Linked DNA regions of Podarcis muralis: region 1 is linked to region 2. Evidence: chromatin contacts called from public Hi-C data. All regions are on one chromosome and are shown on one strand. The core of a region is the stretch at or near the end of the contact, and the rest is flanking DNA. Distances in the headings are between cores, read along the strand shown.

The links. Hi-C and Micro-C count contacts between places; a contact is called where the count stands out from the background.
Region 1: a contact with region 2 is called in a Hi-C map of tail, with 3 times the contacts expected there. The contact joins the promoter of TMEM109 here to the promoter of TMEM216 in region 2. A contact is called at or near these places in 2 of 3 Hi-C or Micro-C datasets (blood and tail).

Annotation. Positions count from the first base shown.
Region 1 is chr1:80,505,262-80,510,286 of rPodMur119.hap1.1, forward strand. TMEM109 (transmembrane protein 109) reads right to left here and starts at 2,593. Exons shown (of 4, transcript XM_077932691.1): 1 at 2,147-2,593; 2 at 911-1,179; 3 at 186-288. The coding sequence starts at 1,147. PRPF19 (pre-mRNA processing factor 19) reads left to right here and starts at 3,596. Exons shown (of 16, transcript XM_028737541.2): 1 at 3,596-3,774. The coding sequence starts at 3,756.
Region 2 is chr1:80,217,323-80,222,595 of rPodMur119.hap1.1, forward strand. It overlaps TMEM216 (transmembrane protein 216), which reads right to left and starts at 3,027. Exons shown (of 6, transcript XR_013393841.1): 1 at 2,827-3,027; 2 at 2,041-2,142; 3 at 1,635-1,727; 4 at 490-691. It overlaps TMEM138 (transmembrane protein 138), which reads right to left. Exons shown (of 5, transcript XM_028737281.2): 4 at 4,787-4,862; 5 at 3,870-4,561. The coding sequence ends at 4,449.

The sequences.
Region 1 (5,025 bases), core at 1,343-3,842, 290 kb after region 2:
TGAATATGCGACATCTTTTGGACTCCTGGGGTGGTATTCAGCTAAGTTTGTCACAGAGTAAACCCACTGAAATGAACAAACATGGCTAAGTTATGTTAATTAATTTCAATGGGTCTGCTCTAAGTAAAATTTAGTTGAACAATACTACCCTGTCGTTCCATCCAACCTATCTCCTAGTCACTTACCAGCTATTCCAAAGGAAGTAAGGAGCTGCCCTGTAATTTCAGCCACAACAAATAATGCTGAAGAGATCCCAGAGGACACCATCCAGACCAGGGAAGAAATATTCTGCAAGAAGAGAAGATGCACACATGGGTGTTTCCTATTCACTCCATTACCAGCCGTCAGAATTCAAAAGGGCTGTCCCTTTTGTCAGAACCCATCTGCTTGGGTACCGAAATGTAGCGATGGATAGCTCCCTTAGCTGATGAAATGAGTGGGAATTAAATAAATAGCAACAAGATGACATAAAACTGGTCAAAATCAGTTTTGTCATAGATTTAATTTAGTCATCTAGAAAAAGAAGGTGGTACAACTCTCCTTGGACTCATACCAACTCTGAACAAAGCTAAAGGAATTTATGCTGGAAATGTTCCCTCTTGTTCAAAATCCCAACACAAAGTAAACTAGCATGTCAAGGCAAAACTCTGACTGGTTTCCCCATCACCACCACATAGCAAAGTGTTCAATTATGTAATCCCCAACTGCATTCTAAAGTGGTTCAATCCAGAAAGACCTGTTCACTGTGCTTTCTCCCCTAAACATTTAGCTTATTTGTCCACCAGTTAGCGACTTGCCACAGATACATGAAAACCACTAAATATCATCATCATCATCATCATCGTATTGAATTTATATACCACCCTATACTCCCAGGTATAGCAGCAGTTCACATGAACTTCTTTCTTACCTCATTCAATATTCTAAAGTTCTCTCGTCCAATCAAATCCTCCATTGTCTCGCTCATGGCACGACCCACTTGGGATAGAAAGTCCGGTTCGGCATACTTTGCTCGCTTTGGCTCACTCCGGTACTGCTGGGCATTGGTTATTCCTATGTGAGTGAGCACAAGCACTGCTACTACGGCCAAGATTGGTTTTGGCAGGGGCTGGAAGCAGCTCCGTAAGGCGAGGCCCCATCGAGTCATGACTCCAGCTGTTGTCTTTGCAACCAACTTCTCTGCAAAATAGGAGAGATCCCTAAAGTCATGTTTATCTAGTACTGCAAGCAATCTAAGGAGTGACAAGGATGACATTGTAGCCATGCAAATGTATGCCACCTCTTCTCACTACAACACCCACTACATAAAGAGAAATTAATAGAAAGATGAGCAGAGCAGACTACTAAACTAGATGAAACCTTTAGTTCCATTGCCCCATGACAGAGTCAATTGCAAGCAAGATGGATTCTGCATACCGTACAAACAAAAAGTCGAACTTCATGCAAGAGGATGACCTGTACTAAGTACATTTTGCATGCAACAAGACAAACTGTGTTGAACAATAGATGTAACTGGATGAGGCACACACCCTCTGTACAAACACTAAGCCAGGGGTTGGGAACCTATGGCTCTCTGGATTAAGTTGAGCTCCAGCTTCCTTCAGCCTGCAGATCAAGCAGCTCTCTAATGAACGCTAGAGACCATCGTACTCCTGTCTGCTCTGCAGTATTTTTCTAGCAACCTATACACAGAAGGAAGCAGGGGGTCTACAAAGAGGAAGGTGAGACTCTCTCTTGCGGGTGCAGGACTGACTTGGTCTCAAGTCACTGGGTGAAAAGTCTAAATAAAGGGCCACGACCCCACATCCCCCTCTCGTTTCTCTTACAGAGATACAACCTCACTCCGCCCCCCAAACACAATTCCCCCTCCCCTGTTTTTCTCTCCCCACTTTCTGAAGCTCCTCCTTAGCCTGACTTATTCTCCCCCCCCCCCCCGCACCTGTTTACAGAAGCGCAGGGAATAGCCTGCTGCCGCCTTGAAGTCGTTAATGGCACGAGGGAGCTCTTGCTCCTGGCTGCTCCCGAGAGATTCGCGCGAAGATTCCCACCAGCAGCGCCAACCTGAGCTGGAGGGCGCACGCGCCGAACGGGGGCTGCTGATTGGCCGCCGCCGCCGAGGAGAAAAAGCAGAGCCGGGGCTGCTTACCTGGGTACTTGGCCTAGAGGGGAAGTCCGGAGCGAGCAGCTTTATCGCCCCCCCCCCCCCTCACTCTCTCTCCCCATTCAAATATAGCTCCAAGCCCCGTTGCACTCTGGGAAATGCAGTCCAAAAGGAAGGAGCAAGGCGCGCCGCGCTCGATCCAGGAGCATGCCGGGAATTGCAGTTCTTTACAGCGACGTTCACACCAGTTAAAGCAACCACGCGCTTCCAATTATAGATACAGATACACTTTGCTGTCTGCTTCCCACGAGAGTCCTTCCCGCCGCAAATAGTGCGCCGGATCCAATCACAATTAGGCTCGAGGGTCGTTACTGGGATTTTACATTGTCATTCGGTGGGTGGTGCCGCCTTCAGGCTCGTAATTGTGGAAGATATCTAGGTTCTTATCTCGATATGAAACTTCAGGGCTCCTTAAGGCATTTCTGCTGCCGCTTCTCTTCCCTGGGATGGAAGGGGAGATCTTTTTACGAGGTCAGGAGGGAACCTGTATTGCAGCGCATGTAGCTTTAATTAACAAGAAGAAATAGCAAAGAGAGCGGCTCCCCTCTAACTTGGGGAGTTTATATCACGCGAAACCTGTGATCTGACTTTTGAGCGTTTTCTGCACGCTTAAAAAAAGGGGGGGGGATTTACGACGCTCCTGCGGTGTATTAACATCACAGGGCAGAGATGGAGTTGAGACTGGGCTGGATTTTCAGCAAAACATTCTCCTTACCAAACGCGTATCGGGTAGCACTACAGTGGTACGCTTCAGGTTACAGACTCTGCTAACCCAGAAATATTACCTCGGGATAAGAATTTTGCTTCAGGATGAGAACAGAAATCGTGCTCCAGCCGCGCGGCAGCAGCAGGAGGCTCCATTAGCTAATGTGGTGCTTCAGGTTAAGAACAGTTTCAGGTTAAGAACTGACCTCCGGAACGAATTAAGTACTTAACCTGAGGTACCACTGTAGTTACCTCGTTAAACTGCAGAGGACAGCAAAAACCACTTCTGCTCTCCTGTACAGCGTTCAGGCAGGTGTCTTTGTGCCCCGTTGCCTTGGCGTGCGAACACGCCGCACTTCCCAATACTTTAAAAACAAAATACCCACGAATTAAGAGCTAGAAGGAGCAGCAGCTGCTGCTCCATCTGCTACTGCAACCGGATGGGTGCATTCAATGGATGGGTGCTCTCCATTGTTCTCTTGAATTTTGCCGCGAGAAAGAGGGGCGCGGAGCAGGAGCTGAAAGGCTTCCAAATACGGATTAGCACGCGCGCAGCCGAACGCGGCTACTCCTCGGTCCCAATGCATGCCGGGAGTTGTAGTTGTTGATGGGCACGGCTGGAGCCCTCCGGATCCGGAAGGTGGTTGCCTTTCCTGGTCCGTTTGGCCTCGCAGCGATGCCTTTGCTTTCCTTCCTTCCGGAAGTGCGGGGGCGGGAGGAAGAAGAGGAAGATTCCGCTTCCGGCCGACTGCTGGAGTCTCCCGCGCGCTGGCGTCTGGCGCGCGGTACAGTTTAAAGAAGCTGGCTCCGGCCACCGGAAGTAGAATCCTCCTCCTCGATCTCGTGGCCCGGAAGCGGCCGTGAGGCAGAGACCGAAGAGGCGCTCGCCATGTCCCTCATCTGCTCCAGTGAGTGACTCGCCTTCGCCTTTTCTCGTGCCCCTTTCGGCCTTCCGGCTCCTCACAGCATTCGGGGGGAGGAGGAAGGGGAGGGAGCAGCCAGTGGCCTACAGTTGGTGGGGAAAGCGGGGGGGGGGGGAGTTGAGGGTTCCAGCCACAGTGATGCTGGTCATGAGGATGTGTTCAATACATTGCTGTGGGCGGTTGCATGGCTCTCTGCCGTGTCCATAGAGCTCCACATGCCCAACATACTTGCCCCAGGCCTTTAAAATAACCCAGCAGTACAATCCAGCAACAGTGCTGTTCTGGCCCCCGGTGGAGATGCTGAGGCTGAGAGTGTGTGGTTTTCCCAAGACTGCCTGGCGAGTTCCTAGAAGAGATGAGGTCCCAACAGGGGGGCTTCCTGCTTTGCAGCTCTGTTTCTTAACCACCACTCAAATCTCCTCCGCTTGCGCCACTAGGGATGGTGTTTGTGATATTTCCCAGTTTGGTTTTATGCACGTTCACTCAGGAGTAAGTCTCAACATACCTGAAGTAGCTAAATCTTTAGTAAGTATGTTAAGTTTTGCAGCCTCAACAATTGAGCCTCAATCTTGAAGCACAAAACGCTGGGTTGGATCTTTTAAGATGAATCTTAATTGTCTTTCTGAGGGTCCAAAGATGTTGGAATGGCGGGTAAATAACATTCTTATGACCTTGCCTTTCATTTCTGGTAACAAAAACAATGGGTTACCCTGATCTGACAGTTCAGAGATGAGAATGGACCCATTGGGTCATATAGACTGATCTCTGCCAGAAGACAAGATGGCATATGCTTTTATGCTGTATACTGCTTTGGAACATTTTATACAAAAATGCAGTCTGTAATCATGTAAATAAATAAAAAGATAGCAAAATTTGGGCCACTGTTATCATGGACAGGTACTTAAAAGATTCGCTTGGCAATGGGCACTGTTGTTAAATTGTATTTATTAACCATTTAATTTTCTTATATTTGTAATTCTTAGTAATTAATTAAAGTTATTAATTTATGTCATATTAAGGTGATGGAGTGCTTTACAGAATTTGGTAATGATATCAGAGCAGCTCTGCAGCTGTTCCTATTTTTCAGATAAGCAACTGGGAATATGTGGGGTGCCCAAAGCTGCTGAGCTATAATGTGAAACTTGGTTATTATACATTCAATAAGCAAAATAGTCTATGATCGTATAGGCATTTCTTTGAACAGGCACCAGCCTCTGATTAAACTTTTTAATCAAA
Region 2 (5,273 bases), core at 1,777-4,276:
CCCTTAAATCTGCTCTGGGAATGGCATGGGGCACAGAGGTCCCACTGTACTAATACTAATCCTTGCACTAGTGTGGATATTTGGTTGAATATTGTCCAGTCTTTGGGGGACATTAAAGGCTAAGCTAACACATTTATTACAGTTTATTACAGTTTAAGCTAGTCCATGAAAACTTATGCCATAACTAATTTGATACTTTTTAACGTGACACAGGACTTTTGTTGTTTTAAACCAGGATCCTTGGTTCCAACATGATGCTAAACGGGGATTATTTAAAAGTGAAAGTAAATCCTTCCACGTCCTCCCAGCCATAAAGGAAGAGGATATGGGGACTCACACACGAGCCTGAAACTTCACTTAGACCTTTCCATATAGCACTAAACCCAACATTACATGTAAGTACAGTCAGTGTCTTAAAAAACAAAATCTAATCAATGCACATAAAAAAATATTTCCCTAAAATACCATAATGGTAGGCAAGTAAAGTACCTGGAGAAGGCAGCCAGAGTGAGAACACCCAGTAACAGCTCCACAGCATAGAAGAGGAGGAGGATAGCATTAAGGATGGCCTCTAGCCGCAGAGCATAAGTCTGCAGCAGCAGATAATAGGCTGCCATCACTGCTGCTGGAAAGGTTAAAGCCAGACTGATAGCAAGTGGTACTTTCCGTTGACAGAGGTTCCCTTTTGAGCCTGCCATACACAGAAAATATGAAAAAGAAAATGCATAACCTGTTCAGCATAAAAGCCACAATATTTGGAATCTGAGGGCACAAAATGAATAGCTCTACTTTTCAGGGATCAGTTCTCATTTAACTCATTTAACTAAATAAGTTAAAAAATTAAAAAATTGTCCAGTAGCACCTTAGAGACCAACTAAGTTTGTTCTGTGTATAAGCTTTCGTGTGCATGCACACTTCTTCAGATACACTGAAACAGAAATCACCAGATCCTTATATATAATGGGAAGTGGGGTGGGGTATTTCTTGGAAGGGTAGTAGGAGATGGGTGATTGGCTCAATGGGTATGGTAAACCTGTTGATGACTGAACATTTTTTTAATTTTTTAAATATATATATATATATTGACTACGTCAGACCAACACGGCTATCTACCTGAATCAAGAATCATTTAACTGAGATTAAGGAATGGGATTTTGCATTTAACATTTGTACTGTAGTTCATAAGCTAGTCTCAGGTCAGGAAGGACAGTCAGACTGGATGAATGGGATCTCATATTTCCACCCGCATAATGTTGTCTTGCCTCCTACCTACTCCTGAATGAGGGAATGTACCACAGAGCCCCTTTTTCAGCCTTTGGGCATCATTTCATTGGAGGCACCTATTCCAGTTCAGCAGAATAATTAGGAAGACCTAGAATGATGGAGTGAAGGCACTGTCAGCACTTTACACTCTGCTCAACTACTCTACTCTCAAACACCTTTGCTGTTGGAGAAGCAGAATTTATCGATGAGTGAACCACATTAACAACAACAACAACAAAATTTTATTCATATCCTGCCCATCTGGCTGGGTTTCCCCAGGAGTCATCTTTTCAGGTCAAGTGCCATCAAAGATGCTCACAAAATGGCAGGTGAGTGCACTACTTGTGGGAACATTTTTATTGAATACTCACCAAAAAATATCCGGGTCACTTCAATCCCAAGATAGAGAAAAAGCATAATCAGGTCCAAAGCCAAATTGGCAGAGGGGTAGGGCAACAGGAGTCCTAAGCGGGTACACAAATGGACATGTGCATTAAGAGAACAGCAAAGCCAGATGCCTCTTCCCATTTAATGAATTCCTTAATAAAAGAAGAGGGGCTGATGTTGGTTAACATCTAATGTAGCAGCTAGAATGACAACAAACAGTGGGACATGGATGGTTCTGAAAAAGGCTGTGAACTCTCAAGCAGCTAGGTGAGGAATAAATAATTACACTATCCACTTTGTTCTTTCACTTTCTTCAGGCGAGAGCCACAAGGTAAATGCGTAAAAAAAGCCTGCAGGCAACCCAAACATATCATCCCTTCAAAGACTCACCTTTATAGACAAATATGAAAATCTCCAACAGAAAATATGTTGCATAATACCAGCCGTTCAGGAACAGGAGAATCTCCAGAGGGGTGGAGGAGAGCTGGCGATCTAGGTGAAACCAGAATATGATTATCTATGGGGTACACATTTTGTGTTCCACTCTCACCTCTTAAAGAGGAGCAGTACAAACTTTCTTGAGAGACTATATTAGAGTTTATGTACACTTCCTTTGTTGTGAGCTCAAAACTGGGGTGCTGTGTCCTCACCAGCTTAGCGTGGAACCTCAGCAAATGGTCTAACATACCTCAGGCAAAGGGAAACCAACCAGCAGCAGAGAATAAAAACCCCACCGATCTGAGAACCCCTTGGAAGGGTCCAAAACCCCGTATTTGGGCAGCTTTACTAGGAGAGGGTTGCGAAGGGGCAGCCTCCCGCAGGACGTGGCCTCGAGTCTACCACCCTCCTCTGGCAGAATGGTTTTTCTGGGGAAGCTCAGCGCTAGGCTGAGCGAAGAGGCCCCTCATCAGGCTCTGGGGACCCGGGGGCCACTCTGCCTCCCTCCCCTTCGCTCCGGGAGCGCTTGGCGGGATGCCGTCAGATCCCCGCCGTCGCTGCCGGGCTGCAGCCGGAGCCCGGTTCCCGTCCCTGCTGCAGGGCTCGGGGTGTCCTGAGCGGCGGGCCGGGCGAGCGGGGTGGGAATCAAGAAGAGCCGAGCCTTCCACGGGGATCAGTCGCGGTGACGTGACCTCGCAGCCCCCAGGGCCCTAGAACACTGCCGGGACCCCGACTTACTGCGAGGCGCCATCTTCCATCGCCATGGAAACCGCTACGCAGGAAACCCACTTCCGGCGGAGCTGACTGCACGGAAGCGGGAGAGGGCGGAGTGGCGCGCAGCGTTCGCGGAGGCAGAAAGGTCTGGGTTGGCGAGGCGCGCGCTCGCTCCCTCGCTCCCAGCACGTTAGACCGAAAGGACGCAGAGCAGAGCCGCTCTATCCCTGGCCTCTTTGTGCCGGAAGACCCGTTAGAAAGGCAAAAAGCTCCATGCGATACCGGATATCGAGCCGCGTCTCTTTGGGGCGGAGGCCCAGATTCCGAGCGGGGACGGCGTCGCCTCGTCTCCATGGTAACCAATGAATGCTACCCGCGCTTCCTCCGCGCGAGTTGTGGAGGCAGGAAATAAACGCAGGGGCTCCGTTCTCTCGCCTTCTGACAAGGAGCGACACCTATTTCTTTGCTTGTTATGTAACGTTTTTCTTCCACCCTTTCCTCATACGCACATTTTTATTTTAGATTTTACAAGTTTTTTCCCCGGGAAGTGGGGACAACATACACACACGCACATCATACAAAGCACCTCGGATTGCTTAGTTCACATGGCTCAAACGGCACCTAGCTCGTATATATCCGAAAATCCACTCCCAAATCCACCACTTAACAAGTTACCCAGTATCCCCTCCTGCCCTCAAAAGCTTTTTTATTATTCCATCAAAGGCCCACAGCGTTCCACAATTAATTCTATTGTTAGGAGTCCTGCCCCACATTTTAGAGTACAAGATTTCTTGGGTATTGCACTTTAGGAACAAGCTTCTATTCCCCCTCCCAGTTTATTTTTTCTGTGAATTTCATTATCTTACCCTAAACCACACACATGCCAGGCATAACGAAAACATTCGTTTCCTGTATTGGAATGTTGCTAAATTATATGGTTTATTTTTAGTATCAACAGCACAACACAGAGAACTGGTGGTAACAAATCAAGCCTTGGAATGGAAAGAACACCCTTTTATTACCACACATTAGAGGAAAAACAAGAAAGCAAGATCACCACACTATGGTTTCTGAAAAAGAGCCGATTTATTTTCTCGCCATTTATAAAAATGCAAGTACAAAAGGGGAATCTAACAAGTCAATGAGAGTACATTTGCTCAGGCTGAATACTGCAAAGCCAAACCATAGTCTTTATGCCTTGTCACACTGTCAGAGGTACTAGTGAAGGCAGGAATCCTTTTCTGTCACAGGGGAGCTTAGGGCAAGAAAATATTCTCAAGGAGGAAAATGCAGCATTGCTACTCAGTGGGAGTTGTCAGCCAAATCTGTTTGGCACTTCAAATCGTTCCTCAGTAAGGCTGCAGCCAAATCCAGAGTGCAGTTTGCTGAACTGAAAGGAGGATTGTGGAGTGCTTGGAGACTGAGAAGCATATAGTAGCAAGCAGGGTATCCACAAAAGAGCAGTTCCATTGATGAGTAGCCTAATGTGCACGAATGTAGGAAAGGGATTAAGTCATTTGACCACATGAGATTTAGAACTTGACTGTAGGAGACAAATTGTAGTGGGAGGAGGGGAACTTGCTGCAAGATATTGGTAAAATCTCTGTGGACATTCTAGCAAGCTCCAAATGATCCAGAAGCAGCTGTCAACTGTGTGCTTGTGCAAACTCTTTCCGTAGCCAAAGAGAGTCCTGGTAGAAACGGGGATCTCCCAAGTGCACAGCCGTCCTCTTATAGAAGTAGTAGTACAGCACAGCCACTGCAACCAATCAGAAATAAGTCACAAGCCAGCAAGGTCAACACTGTATCAACTTTACTAGTTTTCTTACATTCAACTTCACCATTATCCCCCCAGCTACACTCCCCCTGCTCCCTGTCCCATCTACTTTCTGTGGGGAAGCACAGATGGAACCAGCCTCATTGATAAATTTTTAAGCTTTGCTCAGAAGTCATAACACAGGGGAGAAATGAAACAGCCTCGTACCCATTCTCTGGAAAACAAAAAGAGTCTGCAGCCCATCTGTCCACACAAAATAGTTGGAATTTTTCCAGCGGAGGTTCTGTGGGAAAGAAATGTATGAAATATTAAAGGCAGGAAATAGACTGTTCCTCCCAGAACAACACAAAACAATACCAACCATCCTTTCAGACTTTCTTCAGTGCCCCATCTTTCTACCAAATTCCTTCAGAAACATGGCTCCCATTTTCCTACTCCCAATAATTATTTATATATTGGGGAAGCAGCAACATTCCTAACTCCTTCTCTTGAAAGTTCAGAGATTATTACAATCTCAAATAAACATTCTAGAAACCATGCAACAATCCAGGACAACAAAGAACGCCTGTGGTATCCCATTGATTGGTGTGTCCCCTTCCTACATCCCACTCAAGGAAGCTTCCACATTTTTTCCAAGTATATTAAACCAGGACTTATGCAACTGTATCTATAAAAATATTTTCACAGATAAAAT